Regions from separate parts of the Mus musculus genome. Here region 1 is linked to region 2. The links are chromatin contacts, called in public promoter capture Hi-C maps. All regions are on one chromosome and are shown on one strand. Each heading gives the region's core, a stretch centred on a gene start, on an enhancer-like site or on the middle of the called end of the contact. The rest is flanking DNA. Distances are from core to core; before and after follow the strand shown. Region 1 holds the start of Rsc1a1 (regulatory solute carrier protein, family 1, member 1). Region 2 has its middle 21 kb from the start of Fam131c.

Region 1 (5,056 bases), core at 2,221-4,720, 340 kb before region 2:
GACTTCCTCCCTGTTCAGTCTGGTTACGGTTAGCCTGTATGTACATTTATGTGTATGTCGCCATATATACACATAGGCATAAATTCTTGTTTAAGATTGACTGGTTATGGGAACAGTCCAGGATAAAGTATTATTATAAAGTATTTATTAAAAATATTTATAAAGTATTATATATAAAGTATTTATTAGTAAAAAGTATTCATTATACCTACTACCTCTGAGAGCTGAAGATACTGAAGAAAAAAAGAAAAGAATTGTTGGTGTCACAGCAGTTTGTTGTAGATAACTGAATTTTTTAAGCTTTTTTTTTTTCCTTTTTAAAAAGCTGGGCTCTATAAACGTTTATAAACTTCAAACGGTAAAATTTTCATTTTATTAAGCAGAAATGGAAAGTTGAGCTGAACCGCTTCCCCAGACTCATAGATAGTAGTGGGTGGGCAGGGCATGCTCCTGCGTCCTTGCCACCTGTGCTTCAGGGTGTGAGATAAGGCTGCGCTGTACATAGAGTGAAACTGTCTTTAAAATAAGTAGTGTTAAAAAAAAAAAAGAAGAAGAAGAAGAAGGGCGTGGTGGCACACGCCTTTAATCCCAGCACTTGGGAGGCAGTGGCAGGCAGATTTCTGAGTTCGAGGCCAGCCTGGTCTACAGAGTGAGTTCCAGGACAGCCAGGGATACACAGAAAAACCCTGTCTCAAAAAACCAAAAAAATAAAATAAATATTGTTGGTTTTATCTGACGATCTGACACAGATCTTTAGTAAGGGCTTGGAGGCTGATTGTAATTAGACTTGTAGCAAGTCATTCATATTCATTCTCTTTCTCTCTCCGACTCTTTCTCTCTCATCTTAAGGACATTAGGAATAGTTGATGTCCCTTAGCCCTTTTTTTTTCTTTAGCCCCCTGCGGTACTAGTATTTCAGTTTCAGAAGGATGGCATACATGCCGCTCTAATTAAGTACAGAGTCCACCAGGGCACCTGCGCCTCCCCTGCTCTATGGGGTGCGTAGGCCCTGACACCGAGCCCAGGTGTAAATGTTCCCTAAGGTGCTGGCTTGGATATCCTTTTGCAGTATGCTTTTTTATGTTAGCACTAGTCCAAAATTGAACTTATTTCAGAGTCAGCTGTATTGATTAGATGGATAAAGCTAAGAACTTTCTAGATTTACAGGATATAGATTTAAGCAGAGACAGAACGTCATCCTGTTTAACACCAGCTATAAGATAAGGTAGTTCTTTAAGAAGTTAGTCACGTAGTGTGGTGGCGCACGCCTTTAATCCCAGCACTCCGGAGGCAGAGGCAGTCGGATTTCTGAGTTCGAGGCCAGCCTGGTCTACAAAGTGGGTTCCAGGACAGCCAGGGTTATACAGAGAAACCCTGTCTCAAAAAACCAAAAAAAAAAAAAAAAAAAAAAAAAAGAAAGAAACATTCAGGCAAAAAAATTATGGGCTGGTGAGATGGCTCAGTGGGTAAGAGCACCCGACTGCTCTTCCAAAGGTCCAGAGTTCAAATCCCAGCAACCACATGGTGGCTCACAACCATCCGTAATGAGATCTGACTCCCTCTTCTGGAGTGTGTGAAGACAGCTACAGTGTATTTACATAAAATAATAAATAAATCTTTAAAAAAAAAAAAAAAAAAAAAAGAAGTTAGTCACGCCGGGCGTGGTGGCGCACACCTTTGCCTTTAATCCCAGCACTCTGGAGGCAGAGGCAGGCGGATTTCTGAGTTCTAGGACAGCCAGGGCTACACAGAGAAACCCTGAAAAAAAAAGAAGTTAGTCACTACCTTGAGGGGGTGCCACTGGCCTTTGAGCCCAGCATTTGCTCTTGAGTTCAAGGCCAGCCTGGTCTACAAAGTGAGTTCCAGTATAGCCAAAGAAACTCTTTCTCATAAAACAAACAGAAAGAACAACATAGGCTACAGGAGATCCCATCTCAACCACAAAAAGGAAAAGCTGACAACTTCCAGCAGGCCCATCCTCTCTCTCATGCAGCTCAGCGGGGTCTGATGAATTAATTAGTGATGTTAGCATCATAACTGCACTCTGTGTGACCTCACCAGTGGAAAACCAGCACTCACACTGATGTTAGTGTTCAGCACAAAGCATCTGAATTGAATTTAATAACCCAGGAACCAATATTTCCAGGGTTGATAGCAATCTATGCCTTTTAATTAAAGATATTTTTGGTGGTTAGAGGCTGGTTTTTAATAGTGCCAGAGGAGTTGGACCACTGTGGCTTCCGCATCAAGTTTGAAGGGCAATCAAATTCGGGTGGGTGTAAGTTATTGTTGCCTATCAAAGAATGATTACACTCTTCCTCTGCCCTCCTGTGGATTCAGTGACGTGCCTACGCCTGGTCAGTTCTGTTGTGCTGTACGAGGGTACAGCATTGAGAAGCTGGGCGTAATCCTGCATGTTGATCCCAGCACTCACACTAAAGCAGGAAACTCCCACACGTTTCAGGCTGAACAGAGCTCGTTAGAGAGCTAGAGATGTAGTTGGATTAGCAGAAGGCCTCCTGGCATATGTAAGATGAGGTTGGTTTGGTCCAGAGCACTACAGAAATTTGAGAACAGTAATGCATACCCATAGCTCTGACACTGGGAGCCATCGTCCTTATACATGAAGTCAAGAGTACAGGAAATGTGGAGGCCTCAAGTATGAATGCACAGTGGTTGAACAGATAAATAAAATTCTGTCTGCTTCATTTTTTGTTTTGTTCTTTGAATTGGGTGCTTAGTTTTACCATGGTTTTTGAAAAGCTTGGCTAGAAATAAAATCCACTGTTTACTTGTCTGTCTTCTAGAGCTCTCCAGGCATGTAAACCCCACCTCTCTTGGTTGCCCTGCTCTCTTGCCAGCGTGCTTGCTTTTGGACACCTGTGCTTACACTTGAAACATGAACAGCGAACTGGAGCCAACAGTGGTGGCCCATGCTGTAACCCCAGTGCTTAGGAGGCTGACGCACAAGGATTGCTGATAATTAAAGGCTTATCTGGCTTTACTATAGTGAGTTGGCCAGCCTAGGCTACAGAGTGAGAACCTATTGGGTTTTGTTTGTTTGTTTGTTGTTGTTTTAAAGAGGGGAAAAAGCCTTGTCATGAGAATCATCCTGTGAAGATGCAAAAAATCACCAGAAATAAAGTGACTGCTTGGTGTGGTGATGCGCTCCCATAGCCCAGCACTGCAGAAGCCAGGCAGGCGCCTCTCAGCTTACGGCCAGCTCTGCTGTGCAGTGAGAGCCTTTCTGGAGTGAATAAATACATCAATAAGTATCTTTTAAGTGTGAGCACTGACCCATCCATTGTGAAGTGCACGCTAATAGTGCTTTCTTTACATATGGAATTTTAATGTTTATTAAGCACACACCCATTTCAGCTTCAGTGACAGATGCTACCTTGCCACCATGAGAAAGATTCTTGTATTTTTTTTTTTTTTAGCATATTTGCAAGAGAGACCTAAATTAAAAGGCCTGCTTTTATTCTATTGAGGATTCAACTCTGATAAGTTAGTGGTCTGCTAGCTAATCTTTTTCTCTTTTCTCTTTATTACAGAGAAAAGCAGTAAAGAATCTACCTCACTGGGAATGTCATCATTGCCGACTTCAGATGGGTTTGACCATCCAGCTCCTTCAGGGCAGAGTCCTGAGGTTGGTAGCCCGACGAGTCTCGCTCGCTCTGTTTCTGCTTCCGTCTGCGCCATCAAGCCCGGTGACCCCAATAGCATTGAATCTCTAGCTATGGAGGCTACGAAGGCTTCAGCTGAATTCCAGACAAACTCTAAGAAAACAGACCCTCCTCCTCTGCAGGTTCTTCCTGACCTTGCTTCCTCAGCAGAGCAGAGTCTAGCCATGCCTTTCCATAAGTCATCAAAAGAAGCCGTTGTTGCAGGTAATCTGGAGAAATCTGTTGAGAAAGGAACCCAGGGCCTCAGAGTGTATCTCCACACAAGACAGGACGCTAGTTTAACTCTCACAACTACTGGGATGCGGGAGCCACAGATATTTGCGGAGGAAAAGAGTTGGCATCCAGAAAATCAGACCCCAAGTCCCGTGAACGGCCTTCAGCAGCACAGAGAAACAGGGAGTGTACAGCGAGAGGCTGGACAGCAGAGTGTTCCACAGGACCAGGGCTGTCTTTGTGACGCAGAAGACCTTGAGCTTCATGAAGAAGTTGTCAGTTTGGAAGCTCTGAGGAAAGGTGAGCTACAAAGACACGCTCATCTTCCCAGTGCAGAGAAGGGTCTTCCAGCTTCAGGACTCTGTAGCTGTCCATGCTCAGAAGCCCTGATGGAAGTAGATACAGCTGAACAGTCTCTGGTTGCTATGTGCAGCTCAACAGGCAGGCAGGATGCCGTCATCAAGAGCCCTAGTGTAGCACATCTCGCTTCAGATAATCCCACTATGGAAGTGGAGACATTACAGTCTAACCCGTCCTGTGAGCCTGTGGAACATTCCATCTTGACTCGGGAATTGCAGCTCCCAGAAGATAATGTTGACATGTCTACAATGGATAACAAAGATGACAATTCCTCTTCCCTTCTAAGTGGCCACGGTCAGCCCTCTGTGGAATCAGCAGAAGAATTTTGTTCATCTGTCACAGTGGCCTTGAAAGAACTCCATGAGCTTTTGGTCATTAGCTGTAAGCCAGCTTCAGAAGAGTCACCTGAGCATGTTACCTGTCAGTCAGAGATAGGAGCTGAGAGCCAACCAAGTGTTTCAGACCTTTCAGGAAGAAGGGTCCAAAGTGTGCATTTGACCCCTAGTGACCAGTACTCACAAGGCTCCTGTCACCAGGCCACCTCTGAATCAGGAAAGACAGAAATCGTAGGAACTGCCCCTTGTGCTGCGGTAGAAGATGAAGCATCCACTAGCTTTGAAGGTCTGGGTGATGGCTTGTCACCTGACCGAGAAGATGTCCGCAGATCAACAGAGTCAGCCAGGAAGAGCTGTTCTGTCGCCATAACCTCAGCTAAACTGTCTGAGCAGTTGCCCTGCACCTCAGGGGTAGAAATAGCACCTGAACTTGCAGCAAGTGAGGGTGCCCACAGTCAGCCT
Region 2 (4,891 bases), core at 721-3,220:
AACGGAAAACGGCAGGAGGGTCCCTCTGAGGTCCCTCCCGGGATGCTGGCCCCGGACACAGAAGCAATGCTGAAGATTGGCATGTCCAGCAAAGCCACGGTAGGACCGAAATGCACCGGGACTCTGCCCTGTCACGTCTGAACGCAAATTCATAAAAGAACACACTCTAAAGCACAGGAGAATCCAACATCCCCGATCCTGGCTGGACGGGTGACAGTGCCTTCAGCTTCACTTCGTGGCTCTTCCTTTTAGATTAAAAAAAAAAAAATCTCTAAGATCCCCAGTCAGAGTTGCCTCTGCTCTGTGATGACACATGACCCAGAGCAAAGCCCCACTTCCTCACACCCCCGAAGCAGCCCGCCCTCACAAGCCAAGGTCGTCTAAGTCCTGTCAAAGGGGGCTCAGATGCCCCGAGTTTTCCAGGTGTGCGTTCCCTGAGTTCCAAGCAACAGTGGAACCTGCAAGGCGCGGACCTGGTCCTTACGACCAAACAAGGCCTGTTCTGTTGGGTCCCATTTCGTTGATGTTTTTGGAGCTGGGAGCCAGGGAAGTGTCAACCTCCAGTGAAGCATGACGGGGCCTGGGAGGGACCTTAATCTCCATGGCTGCCAGGAGGCCCATTTCCAGGATCTGAGACAAGAGAGCCGTTCCTACAGCACCTGCCAGTCCCTGGCCACCAAAGACTAAACATGAGATGTGACACTCCTGCCAGTCCCCCACTCCACCCCCCGGGTTCCTATGGCAGACGTCTGCGAGCATTGAGAAGCTGAGGAAAGAACCGAACAGAAGGTTCAGAGTCTGGAGATCTGGCTCTGTTTTGCCTCTGCCTCTTTTGTCTTACAATCTGCACCTTAGTTTTTCCATCCGCACAATGGGCAGGATGCAGTTAAGTGAGATAAATGATTGCTAGCTGGCTCCCCATCTGGCTCTGCCTCTCGAGTCCTGGAGTAGACAGGTGGAAGTCTGGCCTCCCCTTCTTGACAATGCCCCTGAGAAGTTAGCCCAAGATGACTCTGGGCTGGACTGAAGAGCAGACGAAGGTTCAGGTGGGTCTCATAGGTCTTCACTCACCAGACTCCTGACTGGGGAAGCAGTATGGCGGAGATCTTTGCTGAGAGATCAGGGTTCAGGGCTATGTCCTTCCTCCGTGTCCCTCCTTGTTCCCAGCTCGGGGCCCATGTCCAAGGCAAACAGGACGGAGTGGAGGTGCCACAGGAAAGCCAGGCAGAGCCTCAGGGCTCGTCGTCTTTGTTGCAGGATGAGGACGCTCTGGCGGGGGAGGTGGAGGAAGAAACCTTTCTATAAGTTCTTTCAGCTCTAAATCCTGCAGGGGGATGTGGTGTCCTCCGCTGTGCCCTGGGCCAGAGGGAAGGAAGGAGTCTAGCTACGGGACCCAGGTGTGAGCCAAAGACTGTGACCTTTCCAGAAAGGAAGGCCCCAGTGTAGAGATCAAGGGAGCTAGATTTCCTTGGAGCCCAGGTCCTCCACCCACTCCGGTCTAGAAGAAGAAAGTGGGATTCCTAAAGCTTGACAGAGTACAGACCCTCTCCTGTGCCTTCCCCAACCCGAGCCACCTTCTCTCCGCCATTCATTGACAAATGCTGGTCCCTTTGCCTGGACCACCTCCTCCCTCCTCCAGCCCTGTTTTGCCTGATGCCTGTTCCTCATTCTTGCAACCTCAGCTTTAATTTGCTTCCTCCAGGAAGCTTTCCCTGTTAGGCTCCTGGTTGCTAGGTTTCTCAACCCTGACCATGATGGCTTATAGCTTCCGGTCTGTTATCTTCCTGGTATGTGTGTGGGGTCAGGGGCAGCCTGTGTCATTCACCACTGAATTCCCGTGCGGAGCCTGGTTTACACGTGGCACCAAGTGAGTGCCTGGCACTGAGCGAGACAGCAGACTGTAGAGCAGAGGGCTCCCCAGGGGCCTTCAGTTGGAATGGCTTGTCCTTGACATAGTCACGTGTAGGGCTTAGAGACTAAGGAGCCAGAAGTGGTTACATAGAGGCCACGTGGGGGCTGAGGTGTAAGCTGGGCAAAGGTAAGGACAGACTAGTGTGAGGTAATCGTTTCAAATGGGGCTTTCCAGTAACAGAACTGTCTCGGGGCCCCACATCTCTGCTGAGGAAAACCTAAATCCCAGTTTGTTTGTTTGTTTGTTTGTTTGTTTGTTTGTTTGTTTTTAATTTACTTATTTTATTTTACATAAGTGAAAATTTTGTCTCTAGGTATATATGTGTACCACATGCATGCCCTGTCCCCCCAGAGGCCAGAAGAAGGTATGAGACCCCCTAGAATTGAAGCTAATGGATGGTTATGAACCACCAAGTAGATGCTGGCAACTGAACCCAGGTCCTCGGAAAGAACAACACAAGCTCCAAACCTCCGAGCCAGCTCTCCAGTCGGCCCAAGACTCACGGTTTTAAAACACTGTTCATGCGTTGCCTGCATCGATATCTGTGTACCACGTGTGTCTGGTGTCCTCAGAGGCCAGAAGAGGGCATCAGGTCCCCTGGGCTTGGAGTTACAGATGGTTGGGAGCTCCTACGTGGGTGCCGGGACCTGAACTTTGAGTTCTCTCTCTGCAAGAGCAGCAAGTGCTTTGAACCTCCGAGCCAGCTCTCCAGCCCTGGTTAGCAAGCCCTTAAGAAAATTGTCTATGTGTGTGTGTGTCTCTGTGTGTTTGTGTGTGCATTTGTGTATGTGTGTTGTGTGTGTGTGTGTGTCTCTGTGTGAATTTGAATGTGTGTGTGTTTGTGTATGTGTGTTTGAGTGTGTGTCTGTGTGTGTGTTTGTATGTGTGTGTGTTAGTGTGTATGTGTCTGTGTGTGTTTGAGTGTGTGTGTGTGTTTGAGTGTGTGTGTGTGTGTGTGTGTGTGTGTGTGTGTGTTGGGGGGTAGGTTTCAACAGATTGTACTGAAGCAACTGGATATAATTCACACACACAACCGCGAAGTTCCTTCTCTACTGCACACCCGCATGGCATTCACCATTCACACACAAGGAGAACGGGGGCCCTCAGGGCTACAATTACTGCCCTATAACACAGGCAGGTGAGAACAGGGTGTCACTGCTCCGTCCCATACTCCCAGCACTTGGGAGGTGGAGGCAGGAGGGCTGGAAACACAAGATCACCAACATCATTCTCAACTACAGGAAAATTTAACTCCAAGCCGGGTTTGGTGGGACAGGTTGTTAATCCCATCACCCAGGAGGCAGAGGCAGGCAGATCTCTGTGAATTTGAGGCCAGCCTGGTCTACAGAGTGAGTCCAGGAAACCCAGAGCTGCTAAGAGAGAAACCCTGTTTTGAAAAGCTCAAAGGGGGGTCTGGTGAGATGGCTCAGTGGGTAAGAGCACCCGACTGCTCTTCTGAAGGTCCGAAGTTCAAATCCCAGCAACCACATGGTGGCTCACAACCATCTGTAATGAGATCTGATGCCCTCTTCTGGTGCATCTGAAGACAGCTACAGTGTACTTACATATAATAAATGAATAAATAAATAAATAAATAAATAAATAAATCTTTAAAAAAAAAGAAAAGAAAAGCTCAAAGGGGAAAAAAATATCTCCAAACTACAGTGACATCAAAAGAAGGTATACGAGCCCCTCTCCCCACCACCACTGGCACATCGGGCAAGAAGGCAGTTGAATGCACACCAGGGAGAGGTCCCCCACAAAGCTAGCTCCAATTCCACCTCAGCTTGGACTTATAGCTTTTCAAATCTGAGGAGATTTATAAAATACATGTTTGTTTATTTATTGTGTACTTGTGGAAGCTGGATGACACCTTTGGGAAATTCTGTCCTTCCTCTGTGTGAGTCCTGCGATCAAACTCAGCCCATTAGACTTGTCATTAAGCGTATTTACCCAAAGAGCCATCTCGCAGTCCCAAGTGTGAGAAATCTGCTTCTGTCATCTGAGTCACCCAATCTGTGGTATTCTTTTGTTATTGTAGACTGAGTGAAGACAATGTCATTAGTCACTAGGGATTGTAAACCACAGCGAAATTCCATTTCACACCCACTAAAATGGCGGCAACCAAAGCGACAGGCAGTAACAAGTGTCGCTGAGGCTATGGGGAAACAGGAACCCTCTCTATCGTGATAGGATGGAAAACGGGCCGCCATTTTGGAAACCGACGTGTGGTCTCACAGGGTCAAGCAGCTCCTCTCCCTGCAATACCTCAGAGAACAGAAATGTGCTCATGTTAAAGCTTACACAACTTGTGATCCAGCACTTGGGAAGCTGGGGCAGGAGGACAGAAAGATCCAGGCTGCTCTGGATGATGGTGTGAAACCCTGTCTCAATAGCAGAATCCAGGCCTGCGGATGATGGCCCCGGTGAGTAATGGGCTGCACAGGCCTGAAGAATGGAGCTGGGCTCCAGAAGTTGCCTGGTAGAGGCACAGAGCCAACTCCTAAAGGTGGTCCTCTGCCCTCCACAGACATGCACCACATGTGTGATACAACACACACATGCACACGCTCTCTCTCCACACAAATATACTTATATACACATACATACAAACACTCATACACACACATACCCTAACACATACACAGACACCACACTCATATATAGTACATACAGACAGGTGCGTGCGCGTGCACACACACACACACACACATCATAACTCACACACAGATATCATATATATCACTCATTCAGACAACTCAAAGACTCACACTCACACACAGAGACACACTCTCTCTTTCACACACACATTCTCATACACATATACATACAAACACACTCTTGCACACACATACTCACACATATACCATAACACACAGAGAGATAACACACACATATAGCACACACATCATAACCCGCAATAGATACTACATACATATTATCTATCACTCATTCAGACACACACAGACTCACACTTGC

The links. Promoter capture Hi-C pulls out the DNA fragments that hold promoters and counts their contacts.
Region 1: a contact with region 2 is called in a promoter capture Hi-C map of liver. The contact joins the promoter of Rsc1a1 here to the enhancer-like site in region 2. A contact is called at or near these places in 7 of 39 promoter capture datasets (the C10 cell line, the HPC-7 cell line, cranial neural crest and 4 more).

The regions. Positions count from the first base shown.
Region 1 is chr4:141,684,130-141,689,185 of GRCm38.p6, reverse strand. Rsc1a1 (regulatory solute carrier protein, family 1, member 1) reads left to right here and starts at 3,470. Exons shown (of 1, transcript NM_023544.5): 1 at 3,470-5,056. The coding sequence starts at 3,587. It overlaps Ddi2 (DNA-damage inducible protein 2), which reads left to right. Exons shown (of 10, transcript NM_001017966.2): 10 at 3,555-5,056.
Region 2 is chr4:141,344,545-141,349,435 of GRCm38.p6, reverse strand. No RefSeq gene overlaps it. Among named protein-coding and RNA genes, the nearest start is that of Fam131c, 21 kb to the left of the region's middle. Within about 2 kb of position 1,970, at least 24 of the 459 cell types and tissues checked have an H3K27ac peak or open chromatin away from gene starts, as enhancers often do. A contact at or near this core is called in liver, where this site is marked.